Linked DNA regions of Zea mays: region 1 is linked to region 2. The links are chromatin contacts, called in public Hi-C maps. All regions are on one chromosome and are shown on one strand. The core of a region is the stretch at or near the end of the contact, and the rest is flanking DNA. Distances in the headings are between cores, read along the strand shown. Region 1 holds the start of LOC101027212. Region 2 holds the start of LOC100193935.

Region 1 (6,250 bases), core at 2,553-5,052, 210 kb before region 2:
CACGCATGTTTAGTGTTAGTTTCCGTGCATGCCGCGTTAAAATTTCGTATATAACGCAATAGAGGATTTGACGTAAAATTTCGTTCAAAAATGAATAAATACACATGTTTCGTGCATGCCAAAATATAAATTACAACTATATTTTGTCACGCGACAGACATTGAAACTTCGACAAAAAAACAGCAAAATGCAAGATGTACAGAGCTTTCCTGCTCCTTATTTCTTTTGTACTCAAATTGCTTTGAACTGGATTGGTCATAAACCTATACATCTATCCATATCAAACAATCGATATGTAAGCCTGACAAATGTCATAATGCATTATTCTTAGCATGGTCTCTCCTTGAAGTCATGACAACATCAATGCTCATGGAATTGGCTGATTTTTTTTCACGCGCGATGCTGCAGAGACCGACTTCTCCCGCCTTTTCTTTCGTACTCATAGACAGGTATTAGACCATCAAGACCTTCCAGATCTACCAACCTATGAGAGAATAAACCATCAAGACAGAAGCAAATCAGCATAAGGTACCCATGCTAATTTGCTCATTCATTATGGCTAAGGAAAAGCAAAAGCTATGATAACAGGGATAAGACTAATACAATTGTACCAGATGACATTTATTCTCTATACTATTTTCTTTATATTGTTTCTATTATAACAAAATGCATATTGCAACAAAGATTTACAATTTGAACATCAAAATCAAATCAAAACTGATTACAACATTGATAGCCTGGATATCTATTCTCCATGTAAAAAAGATCCGCAAAAGGAAAGACAAAATGTAAGAACTAGAGTCAAACAACAATCCACTTCTAACATCGAAAATTGTGTTCATCAGCGAACTAACGGCCTTTGGTCATGAGCATTCAGATTATTAATATAACGACTAAAAATCAGTGGAACTACTGATTAAGTCTAGTATAGCACAGATAAATTGCAGAAAAATCATAAGCATACCCAGGAAACAATGATCACAAAGTCAGGTCTACCAAACTATATAGCAGTAATTATATGCATGTCTCATTAGCACGTACAGGTTTAGTTAAAATTACTCAAATAAATTCCAAGTATCAGAATATTATGTTGCATTCTTTCAGCATTAGAAGATCAAAAATATCCAATCATGCGAGAGCAATGTTTTCTCACCACCATCTGTTTCTCAATTTTAGATACAATATAACAAATTATGTTTCAAGTATATTTGCCAAGTAAAGACATTTTTTGACCTCATCATCTTTCACTTTCTTTCACAGCAACAGCCCGGATGCACTCTTTCAGTTTGGAACATCACAAAAAAGAATCTTGACTACAAATATTTTAATGAGAGAATCTTGACTCACCTTTACGTGTTAATGTAGTTGTATTAACACCAATTACATGGTCATAAGAGTCAATAAGTGGACCTCTTGAGTTACCTGGAAATAAGAAAAAAATGTAAATATTGAATGCAGTGGAACTTATATGCATGCTACTGCTCGGCACTCATATTCAGCTAACACATGTGGTCAGACTAACCACCAAACATTCTTCACACAATGACACAACCCAATACATTGTAAACCATGCAGATAGGATTAAAACTAATATTTGATTATATAACTATAAGAGGAAGGATGGCATTTATGATTAAATAATACAATACAACTTAAGGGAGCTCAAGTGAATCAAACGAATGAAAAAGCTTCAGTTAGAAAATTCAATGACAAAAAATCAATTCATTTCACAAGGGACGCACAGGTCCATGGCACCACCACAAACATCTATTTCCAAATAAAATGCCATGCTTAATTGATATTGGTTCGATGTTAAAATGAAATCCTTGAAAGCATCCCTCAGCAGGAAAGGTGTGGACGGTAAAATGAATGGTTGTGGTGAAGATACCTGTCCATTGTATGGTCACTAACTTTATCGTGACAGAATATGCAAGTGAATAGCTTATTGCAGCATGCAGCAACAAGCTTGCAGTTTCTTTTGTAATGCTCACAGCCAAATATTTGTTTCCCTGGGTCTCGGTACGAAGGAACACATCCAGGTCGTCGTGTACATCCATTATGTCCTTCGACGCTTGGTTGTGGTGATTTCTGCTGAGCAGCTATCCAACGGCTAAAATTTACAAATTTAAAACACATATAATACAGACTTATTTTATGTATTCTTAAGGGGAGATAACAGTCAACTTATTTACTTTATTTTTAGATAACAAACCTGGTCATGAGATTTTGGATCAGATAGGCCTTCCTCCTTGGATCAAGAGTAGAATCTCGAGAGACCTTTTCGAATCTCAGCCTCGAGCTCACTCTGATTCATTCGAAAAATGTCCTTCCAACCAGGCCTAAACATCTGGTCATTTTGTTCAAGATTCTCTTGAAAATGACTTTCTACAAGGCCAAATAAAAATATCTCAATGACATAGAAATCTCGTCCACCATTCTAGAGGATAGAAAAACCAACTGAACAAACCTTCTGAAAGAGTAGAAGCCTTGTCTGATGTGCGAAGAGATAATTTTCTCCTTTATGTTCAAGAGAATATGTCCCTGCGACATTTTTCACTCGAATGTCAAGTGCTGGAAAAATAACCTGCAAACATCAACAGAAAAATCTTATACCACAAATGTTCTGTGCATCACGACGGGCTTACAGTTGGCCAATAAATTTCCACAAATATACCAATATATGGGCATTTCAGAAATTAATATATCTATGATAAAAACATGTAGCTATACAAGGTCCATGCTTTGAACAATTGGTATAATAGGCCCAGCATTTCCCTGTATGGCCAACAGTAGTTGTAACTGCATGTTGCAGTGCTTGAAGATGTCAGCCACCTCCAAGTCGCTCTCTGCACATCGAATCTAGGTCCACCAAATCCACCTCTCCTGCCTGCACCAACCATCTGGTAATTCACAATCAGATCAAATCTAGTACCTAAACAATCGAGTTGCAACCTAATAAGTGCTAGTATGATACAGAGATAAAGAAGCAGAAACAACTTTGTATCGGCCTAATCATAGCATCTTTTGTCAAAGCTTGTAGGTTTGTAGCTACCAGAGATGTGGCATCAGGCCAAACCGCTTGGGTGCTCGGTGGCTTAACACAGAAGAAAGGGAGGAAGGACCGAAGGGGAGAGACTTAACCGGTGGTGGGTGCTCGTTGCCTGCCAACAAATTCCAGTAAGAACCGATTGGACCAAGGATGAAACATGGCATTCACTTGATCTGGATTTTGAGGTGGAACTTGAGATCTGGTGACTGGGTACGAGGTGGGCGGCCACCGTATGCCTCAAGACAGTAGCCGTCGGGCCGAGGAACATGCCGAGGTGCGCGACCAAGGGCGGGATGCGCAGGGGCAGAAGCAGAAGTCCTTCACGCCGGAGCAGGGCTAGGCGACAGTCTGCACATCTGGTACACGAGCTAGAGCGTCGGGAATTAGAGCAGCAAGGGATGCATACCGGTGCGTGCACCCGTCAGCCGTGGCCCATGGAGGAGCACTGGCGACCGGGCGGTGGAGCACTGTAGGCCAGAGAGGGAAGGTTGGAGCCGGTGAACCGCCATGGCGCCGCCGAGCCGTCAGCTTAGTCGTGGAGGTGGATTCTTGGAGGTGCGGTGGAGGAGAGGAACCGAGCCACCGCCCGCCACCAACGTGAATGCTCCTAGGCGGCGAGCGCGTGAGAATTGGGCCGGCCGGTTAGTGTTTGTTTTGGGGGAATAATATATCCTAGATTTTAGGTGACAGTTTAGGGTGAATGGATGGAAAAAATGTACGTACAAGCGTGGGGGATTACGGTTGGGTTGTCCGGTTGTGGTTTGGGCTGAACCGAAATCGACTTTTCGGATCAAGGCTCTCCACAGTTATATAGAGCTCAGGGCTCTTAATATAAATATATATATATATATATATATACTAGGTGGTTGCCCGTGCGTTGCAACGGAAACATAAAATACTACGATAACTTATGTAGAAATATGTGGTGTTTGCATACGGTATGTACATAATTTTTTTCATATAAGGACCGCGTGCCGCGTCACGTTCAACAACGCATCAGCAGAGAGTGTGCTAAAAAGGAGTCAGTCTCGTAGGTCGAGTGAGATATGGCGTCGGAGATGAGCAAGAACGTGAAGGCCCTCGACGAGCAGGAGGTCACCTCGCAGCACTCGCGCGCCCAGACCAGCGATGCCGCCGAGGAGCAACGGCAGCAGCAGGCGGTGGATCCGCTGGCGCGGCAGTCGTCCATCATGTCGCTGACGCTGGAGGAGCTGCAGAACTCGCTGTGTGAGCCGGGTCGCAACTTTGGGTCCATGAACATGGACGAGTTCATGGCCAACATATGGAACGCCGAGGAGTTCCAGGCCGCCACGGCCGGCTGCAACAAGGAGGGCGCGTATCGGGAGCCGGTGCCCGTGGCGACGACGACGGGCACAGGTGAGAACGAAGGAGGAGGAGGAGGAGGAGGGAGGGGACTGGTTCGGTAGGGTCGTTCGCGCTGCCGCTGCCGCCGCCGCCGTCCCGGAAGACGGTGGAGGAGGTCTGGGACGAGATCAGCCAGGGCCCAGCGGACTTCCAGGCTAGCGCGGCGCCGCAACCCATGGGGGAGGCGAGGCGAGGTGTGGGTGGCCCATTGACTCACACATCTGCGAGGTGGAGGCGGGTGTCTTGTGGGGCCAGCATGTCAGTTAGAGATAGGCGGGGGTATGGCCGCGCCAGGGCGCCCACGCTCCACTCTTATTTAGTAGTAGGATATATATATATACTAGCTGAATGCCCGTGCGTTGCAACGGAAATATATAATATCAGTATACTACGATAACTTATATACAAAATGTTTGTTATACCGTTATGAGAAAATGTTTCATAATCAGTTTGTGATTCTAGCCATACATAACTTTTGTTATTTATAATCTATCTGTTTCACCACTACATTGCAACCATCATTATCATGCAAACTTCGATATATGTCACGATTTGTATGGTCTCATCATTGGAGAGCATGTTCCACACATACCGGAAGAAATTCCCTCGTACATCGTTAGTCATCAGACATGTACCACCATACGCTTTTGCTTAAACAAAAAGGCAAGTGTGTGTTTGCGAAGAGAATTAAAGGCAAGCCGGCACAAAAGCTACCCCAACGGTGGCGAGGATGACGAACTGGTCATTGTTGTCGGTCCTCTTCTGCGTCACCTCTGGCGCCAAGATGACGCCACAATCCTCGATATAGTAGTCGTCGAACGCGCGCGACATACCGAGTACTGATGACTCTTGGCTGGGCTGTAAAACGAAGTGCACCCCAGGCTCATCAGCAAGGTAGTACCCCTGGCCGTTGCACCACCGGATGCGCTACTCCTCTACATACATCGTGTTCGAGGACACTCATACAACGTTAGCAACGACCATCGTCTCAGCGCACAAGAATTTATGGCCAGTTAGTAGCGACTTACGTGGCAGGTTGGGCTTCAGGTGGACGATGAGCTGGATGACGTGATGGCGTCGTTGTCGAATGCGGTGCCCAGAACAACCTGAGAGTCGCCGACGTTGGCGACGACCATGAGGTCCCCCTTCTTGACGATGGACAGCGTGGAGCAGCCGCTCTGCACCGCGTCCAAGCGGCGGCTGCGCTGGAGCTTGTCGTACATAGCGGCACATGCGGCCACGTAGGACTGTTTCTAGAGGTCGAACTGGCAGTCGCCAAGTTTCTTCTTGTCGTCGATGAGTGACCCCAACACGAGTGCCTCCTGCTAATTGTGTTTGTTCGGGGTTTTCAAGTAAGAAACATGGATTCATGTTTGGCGTTGGTTTATAAAAATGACTCACAAGTCAGATCCATGGGAAAAACATTACGAAGAATAAATGTCACACATGCAAAAAAGGAATTTAAGTTGAAAACATCATTCAAACAAAAGAAATTGCATGCAAGGCTCTTCTTTAAATACTACTCCCTCCGTCCAAAAATATAATTCAAGAATCTCGGTGATACTTATCTACTACTACACATTATGCAAGGGTAGTAGGTGGGCTTGGGGAGAGATATAGTATATGTGTTTTCTGTTATAGATGTAGATATAAACACACATGTGGTGTAGTGGTAGCTACTCCTAGCATTTGCTTGAGAGGTTACGGGTTCGAATCCCCTTGGGTCCGTATTTTTTTAATTTTAGCTAGGCTTCGGCTGTACGGGGGAATGAGAATGGGAATGGGCTTTGCGGGGAGGGGGAATGAGAATGATAGATATAGAATGGTGGCAGAACA
Region 2 (6,205 bases), core at 2,463-4,962:
GAGTATTGTTGTTGCTTGAGAGTTGAAGTGCTCGATTTGGGCCACCTCATCCTCATCATAGTTCTCATCCCCTACCGACGGTACCTGTGCACCAAACTCAACAACATCCCATATACTTTTGTGGAGCGAGGTTAGATGAAATCGCATTAAATCGCTCCACCTAGCGTAATCTTCACCATCAAAAGTTGGTGGTTTGCCTAATGGAACGGAAAGTAAAGGTGTATGTTTGGAAATGCGAGGGTAGCGTAGGGGGATCTTACTATACTTCTTGCGCTCTTGGCGCTTAGAAGTGACGGAGGGCGCATCGGAGTCGGAGGTCGATGATGATGAAGTGTCGGTCTCGTAGTAGACCACCTTCCTCATCCTTTTGTGCTTGTCGCCTTTCCGATGCGGTTTGTGGGAAGAAGACTTTTCCTTCTTCTCTTTGTGGTGAGAAGAGGAAGACTTTTTCTCCTTCCGTTTGGAGGAGTCCTTCTTCTTCTCCTTCCTCTTGGTGCGGGACTCTTCCGATGAAGTGCTCCCGTGGCTTGTAGTGGGCTTTTCGCTGGTCTCCATCTCCTTCTTGGCGTGATCTCCCGACATCACTTCGAGCGGTTAGGCTCTAATGAAGCACCGGGCTCTGATACCAATTGATAGTCGCCTAGAGGGGGGGTGAATAGGGCGAAACTGAAATTTACAAATATAAACACAACTACAACCCGGGTTAGCGTTAGAAATATAAACGAGTCCGCGAGAGAGGGCGCAAAACAAATCGCAAGCAAATAACGAAGTGAGACACACGGATTTGTTTTACCGAGGTTCGGTTCTTGCAAACCTACTCCCCGTTGAGGAGGCCACAAAGGCCGGGTCTCTTTCAACCCTTCCCTCTCTCAAACGATCCACGGATCGAGTGAGCTTTCTCTTCTCAATCACTTGGAACACAAAGTTCCCACAAGGATCACCACAAGATTGGTGTCTCTTGCCTCAATTACAAGTGAGTTTGATTGCAAAGAAGGGATCAAGAAAGAAGAAAGCAATCCAAGCGCAAGAGCTCGAAAGAACACAAGCAAATCACTCTCTCTAATCACTATGGCGTTGTGTGGAGTTTGGAGAGGATTTGATCTCTTTGGTGTGTCTTGAATTGAATGCTAGAGCTCTTGTAGTAGTTGAGAAGTGGAAAACTTGGATGCAATGAATGGTGGGGTGGTTGGGGTATTTATAGCCCCAACCACCAAAAGTGGCCGTTGGAAGGCTGTCTGTTCGATGGCGCACCGGACAGTCCGGTGCCCCCTGCCACGTCATCACTGCCGTTGGATTCTGACCGTTGGAGCTTCTGACTTGTGGGCCCGCCTGGGTGTCCGGTGCACACCGGACAACTACTGTTCCTTGTCCGGTGTGCCAGTATGGGCACGCCTGCCATCTGCGCGCGCTGCGTGCGCATTTATTGCACCGCAGAGAGCCGTTGGCGCGGAGGTAGCCGTTGCTCCGGAGACGCACCGGACAGTCCGGTGCACACCGGACAGTCCGGTGAATTATAGTGGACTAGCCGTTGGAGTTTCCCGAAGCTGGCGAGTTCCTGAGGCCGACCACCCTTGGCGCACCGGACACTGTCCGGTGTACACCGGACAGTCCGGTGAATTATAGCCGAGTCGCCTCAGGGAATTCCCGAAGGTAGCGAGTTTGAGTCTGAGTCCCCCTGGTGCACCGGACATGTCCGGTGGCGCACCGGACAGTCCGGTGCGCCAGACCAGGGGTGCCTTCGGTTGCCCCTTTGCTCCTTTGTTGAATCCAAAACTGGGTCTTTTTATTGGCTAAGTGTGAACCTTTTACACCTGTGTAATCTATACACTTGGGCAAACTAGTTAGTCCAATTATTTGTGTTGGGCAATTCAACCACCAAAATTATTTACGAACTAGGTGTAAGCCTAATTCCCTTTCACTTAGTGCCTAGCAACCTTACCTGAAAGATTGGCAAGAGGGGGAGCGGTAGGTGCTGGCAGCCCACGTTAACATGGGGTCGTATTCTTGGCTAAGGTACTTCACCCAGGGGGCCACCACCATCGTCTTAGAAACCTTAGCGGGTTGCTTTGTATTAAGTGTGTTTTGTGAAAACCTCATAATGGATCCCTAGCCATTCACCTCGGCAGTGTCTAAGGGTCCGATCAACCCGGGCTAGATGGGATACATGGCTTGTGGGTAAAGTTGTACCACCTCTGCAGAGTGTAAAACTGATATATCAGCCGTGCTCCCGGTTATGAGCGACCTGGACTCCTCACATGATAATTGAACTTAAAGATGGACATAAATTGAGATCCGATGATCTGCCAATAATTTGCTTAAGTGGTTTTCACTTAAGTGTTTTTGCTAGATTCATATTCCTTTGTTTAAATGGGATATGTGGGATTCACACTTATTAGTAAGACAGGTGTTGTTAATAAAATGTTGACCAATTAAAATGCTTACTGCTCAACCTTAGCCTCACCTTGTTATACCTGCATTAGTTTTTCCCCCACTTGCTGAGCCCCGACCATAAGTGAGCTCACCCTTGCTAATATTTTGATCAGAGGGTGATGCTGGAGACTTTGATGGAGATTTTATCGACGACGATGAATACTAAGTCTAACGATGCGCCGGTCATCTTCCTGTGGGAGATTGCCCAGTTGTTTATTTCCGCTTTACTTTGATGTGATACTTGTTAAAGATACAATGTTTCAGATGATGTAATAAAGTATTATACTCTCTTTACGCCTTTATTGCATTGTCTTTTGATATATTACACTTGTGATGTCAACATATGTGTGGAAAAGGATCCTGGCACACATATGGTATGCGCTCGGTTCTACCCCTAGAACCGGGTGTGACAATAGGACACGCTTAACAAGACACTACAATTCCTATTTACTGTTTTGTTGTGCATCTGTGTTCCTCATCTCGAGTGTTTGGACTCGCCTGATCACACGTGTCAGCTAAGTCTCGATAGAGCGAGAATACGAAACCTACATCAAATAAGGAGTTGGTGGGTGACAAATATTTATGCCGCAAATAGATATTTTCAAGTTTGGGAGCACCGATAAAAAACAGTTGAGTGCTGTTTTTTTCTTTTTCTCTAAGACTAGTTTAGCAACACTCTTTTTCAAAGAATTTTTTATTTTATTAAGAAAAATAAGTTTATTTTTTCTTGATAAAATTAGAATCTCTTAAAAAATAGGGTTGCCAAACTAGCCATAAAATAAAGATTAAAATTAAGGTTTTAAAGAGCTATGGAAATGCTCTATAAGAGCAACTCCAATAGTTATGTAAATTTTAGCTCTCTAAATCATAGATTTAAGAAGTTGCTAAATGTCTTTTGAAGTAAAAAATATAAGTTCTCCAATAGTTCTCTAAATATAGGTTGTAATTTTGTTTTGTATTTATCCACATAAAAAACAAGTCACAAAAACTATATAATGCAGTCAATATTTTTGTTTAGGGATTTGTTAAATGGTTGCTAAATGTAGAGAGAAAATGAGGTTAGATGACAAGTTGTTAAATTTAAAAAGTTCGTTTAGAGAACTGTTGGAGAATAGTTTTCATGTAACTACCTAAATTATTGATTTAGAAAGTCTTTTAGAGAACTACTGGAGTTGCTCTAACGGTCTAACCTGTCCCTTTTCATCTAGTCACCCTCTCCATTCTTCGTTCGGATCCACGTATTGCCGGACCCGCTGTCAGAGTCTGACATCGCTTGGGCGTCTGGACGGTCAACGTTAACCCCACGCACGCTTCTTCTCCCCCAGTTCAAGTGCCACACCGGCCGCTCGTCGCCTTCCCATCTCGCCGCGCCATGGATTTCTGCAGCCACCTCCGTCTCGCGGCTGTGCTCGCGCTCCTCACCGGATGCGCTTCTGCGGCGAGCCGGGGCGCTGGTTCCTTCGACCCATCCCGCGTGGTTCAACTCTCTTGGCGCCCCAGGTGGCGATCTGATCTCCCTCCCACTCTGCTCTCTCCTTCGCCAAACCCTAGGTCACGCGGGAGTTTGATGGCTGTGTGATTTCGTATGTCTATTAGGGCGTTCTTGCACAAGGGTTTCCTGTTGGATGCGGAGTGCGACCACCTCATCGCGCTGGTGAGTGCCCGAGGCTGGGTGGATTGGCTTGTGATGTATGCTTTGATTCGTTGGTTAGTTGGTTGATTCGGTGTTTGATTGGTTGAAGGCCAAGGACAAGCTGGAGAAGTCTATGGTGGCGGACAACAAGTCCGGTAAGAGTGTCCAGAGTGAGGTGCGCACCAGTTCCGGCATGTTCCTCGAGAAGAAGCAGGTGAGCATACGGCACTACGGTCGATTTCACTTTCTTTCCATCGTCATCTTCTGGGTTCGAATGGTTCGGAGATGGAAAGGAGTATCATGTAGAATCTTTGCCTGTGTACGGACTAATGGAAGGTAATGCTTGTACATTCATGGTGGTCTCCACAAGCAATTGAAATTTGTTAAACTGTTAAGGGCTAGTTTGGGAAGCCAATTTTTCCATGTGATTTTCATTTTACCAAGGGAAATTAGTTTTTCCCTTGGAAAAATAGGAATCCCTTAGGAAAATGTAGTTCCCAAACTAGCCCTAAGCAACAATTGCAACTTACTATGGGTATTGCAATCCTGAAATGAGAGGAAAATTTATTAGCTTGAATTACTGATAGTTCTAGATGGTTCTTAGGTTAATATTCCCTCCGTTCTTTTTTATTTGTCGCGTTTTAGTTCAAAAATGAACTAGCGGGTGATAAATATTCGAGAACCGAGGTACTTAACAGTGGTGATGGGTTAATGCTTTCATGCAATTAAATATTTGATGCTATAGCTCTTTTGTTGAAATTTCTGAAGTTTGATTGTTTCTTTGTGGGCTCTGCTGCAGCTAGCATGACTAAGTTCGGTTTTATACTTTTGGCGCTCGTACATAATTTTCATGTTGGGTTTCACTATCTATAACCAATAACTTCAACGATTAACTTCTTTTTAGAAAAACATTAAGATATAGTGATCCATTGAACACTGATGTTTGTAATTATCTGTACAAAAATGATACTAATTTACTGCCTAGAGCTTTTTATATGCTTTGTGATTTAAGGTCAACAAAATTGATTCATTCCTCTTTATTAAAAGTTTGTTTGTTTTACTGGCTTATTAATTATCTTGCTCTATTTTTTTTCTTGGACGCTGCACATCATTATATTAAGAAGGAAAAGAGAGTCCAAAGTGGACATTTACAAAACCACTTAATTATCTTGCTCTATGAAATTACCTGATTCAAATATGCATCTTAGATGTGAAACGTAGGACCATATGATCTCATATTTACACAAAACCACTAATAGTTATTCGTTCCCTGGGTTCCATCTTCACAAAATTTGTATCCTTTTTTTGGGGGTGCACATTTGATGCCATGTAGGTGCCAAAACAGGACACTAAATATTGCATGACTATGCAATATAACATTGTAATCTTGTACTGCATCTGTGATATTTTTAAGTTTCACGTTTTTAGAATAGTGCATCATGCACTTCTCACAATTATTTCTACAAATGGAGCATTGTACCTTAAACATATGGAAGGAAACTTGAATTTTATCGGGTGGCATAGAATGTTCTTATTTGCTTTCCACATTGTCCCCACACAAAATTTGGCTTGTCTCTTCAATAGACTTGAGTTTTGGTAGGACTGTTGTCCCTTGATAAGTTGATATTTTGGGTAATATGATGGATTTTGTCCTATGCCATCTTTGTTCTTTGAGTTTAATTGCCGAATTCGTTGTGCTAGACTGTATAAGATTTAAAATACCATGTTTGTATTGATGTACTGTTCTGCTGTAGTTTGTTTGATGGCATTTTGTCTTTGTTTTGTACATTATCTTTATTGGGTTATGGTTCAATGTCTGAGTTGTCCATGAAGTTCTGGCTTGTTTATGGATAGCTTTGTGTATGCTTGTTTCTGGCCTCCATAAGGAGTGCTTGTACTTGGGTCATTATGGCCCTTTATTTTCCCTCTACTTTAATATATGGGTGCGCAGTCCTCCTGCGCTCTTTCGAGAAAAAAAAGGATTTGGTCACAATCCCCTTTCACATATATGCATGGTCAACAACTCAACATGTGTTGTTGATCAACTTATTTGGTTACTATATGGCCCTATTTGACACAGCTCCTGCTCTGAAATGCATGAAGGATTTAGAGTTTTGGGTTTTCAGGATAAAATAGAAGGAT

What was found. A called contact is a pair of places that touch in the nucleus more often than the background predicts.
Region 1: a Hi-C map of leaf mesophyll shows a contact between it and region 2, with 2.9 times the contacts expected there. The contact joins the promoter of LOC101027212 here to the promoter of LOC100193935 in region 2. A contact is called at or near these places in 3 of 25 Hi-C or Micro-C datasets (ear, leaf and leaf mesophyll).

The regions. Positions count from the first base shown.
Region 1 is chr5:35,728,997-35,735,246 of Zm-B73-REFERENCE-NAM-5.0, reverse strand. LOC101027212 reads right to left here and starts at 3,802. Exons shown (of 6, transcript XR_002262229.2): 1 at 3,456-3,802; 2 at 2,468-2,900; 3 at 2,213-2,385; 4 at 1,889-2,110; 5 at 1,348-1,422; 6 at 67-484. LOC111589465 (small nucleolar RNA snoR2/U65) reads right to left here and starts at 3,072; the gene lies at 2,922-3,072. It also overlaps the pseudogene LOC103628133.
Region 2 is chr5:35,523,251-35,529,455 of Zm-B73-REFERENCE-NAM-5.0, reverse strand. It overlaps LOC100193935, which reads left to right and starts at 3,712. Exons shown (of 7, transcript NM_001139005.1): 1 at 3,712-3,930; 2 at 4,027-4,084; 3 at 4,173-4,277. The coding sequence starts at 3,803.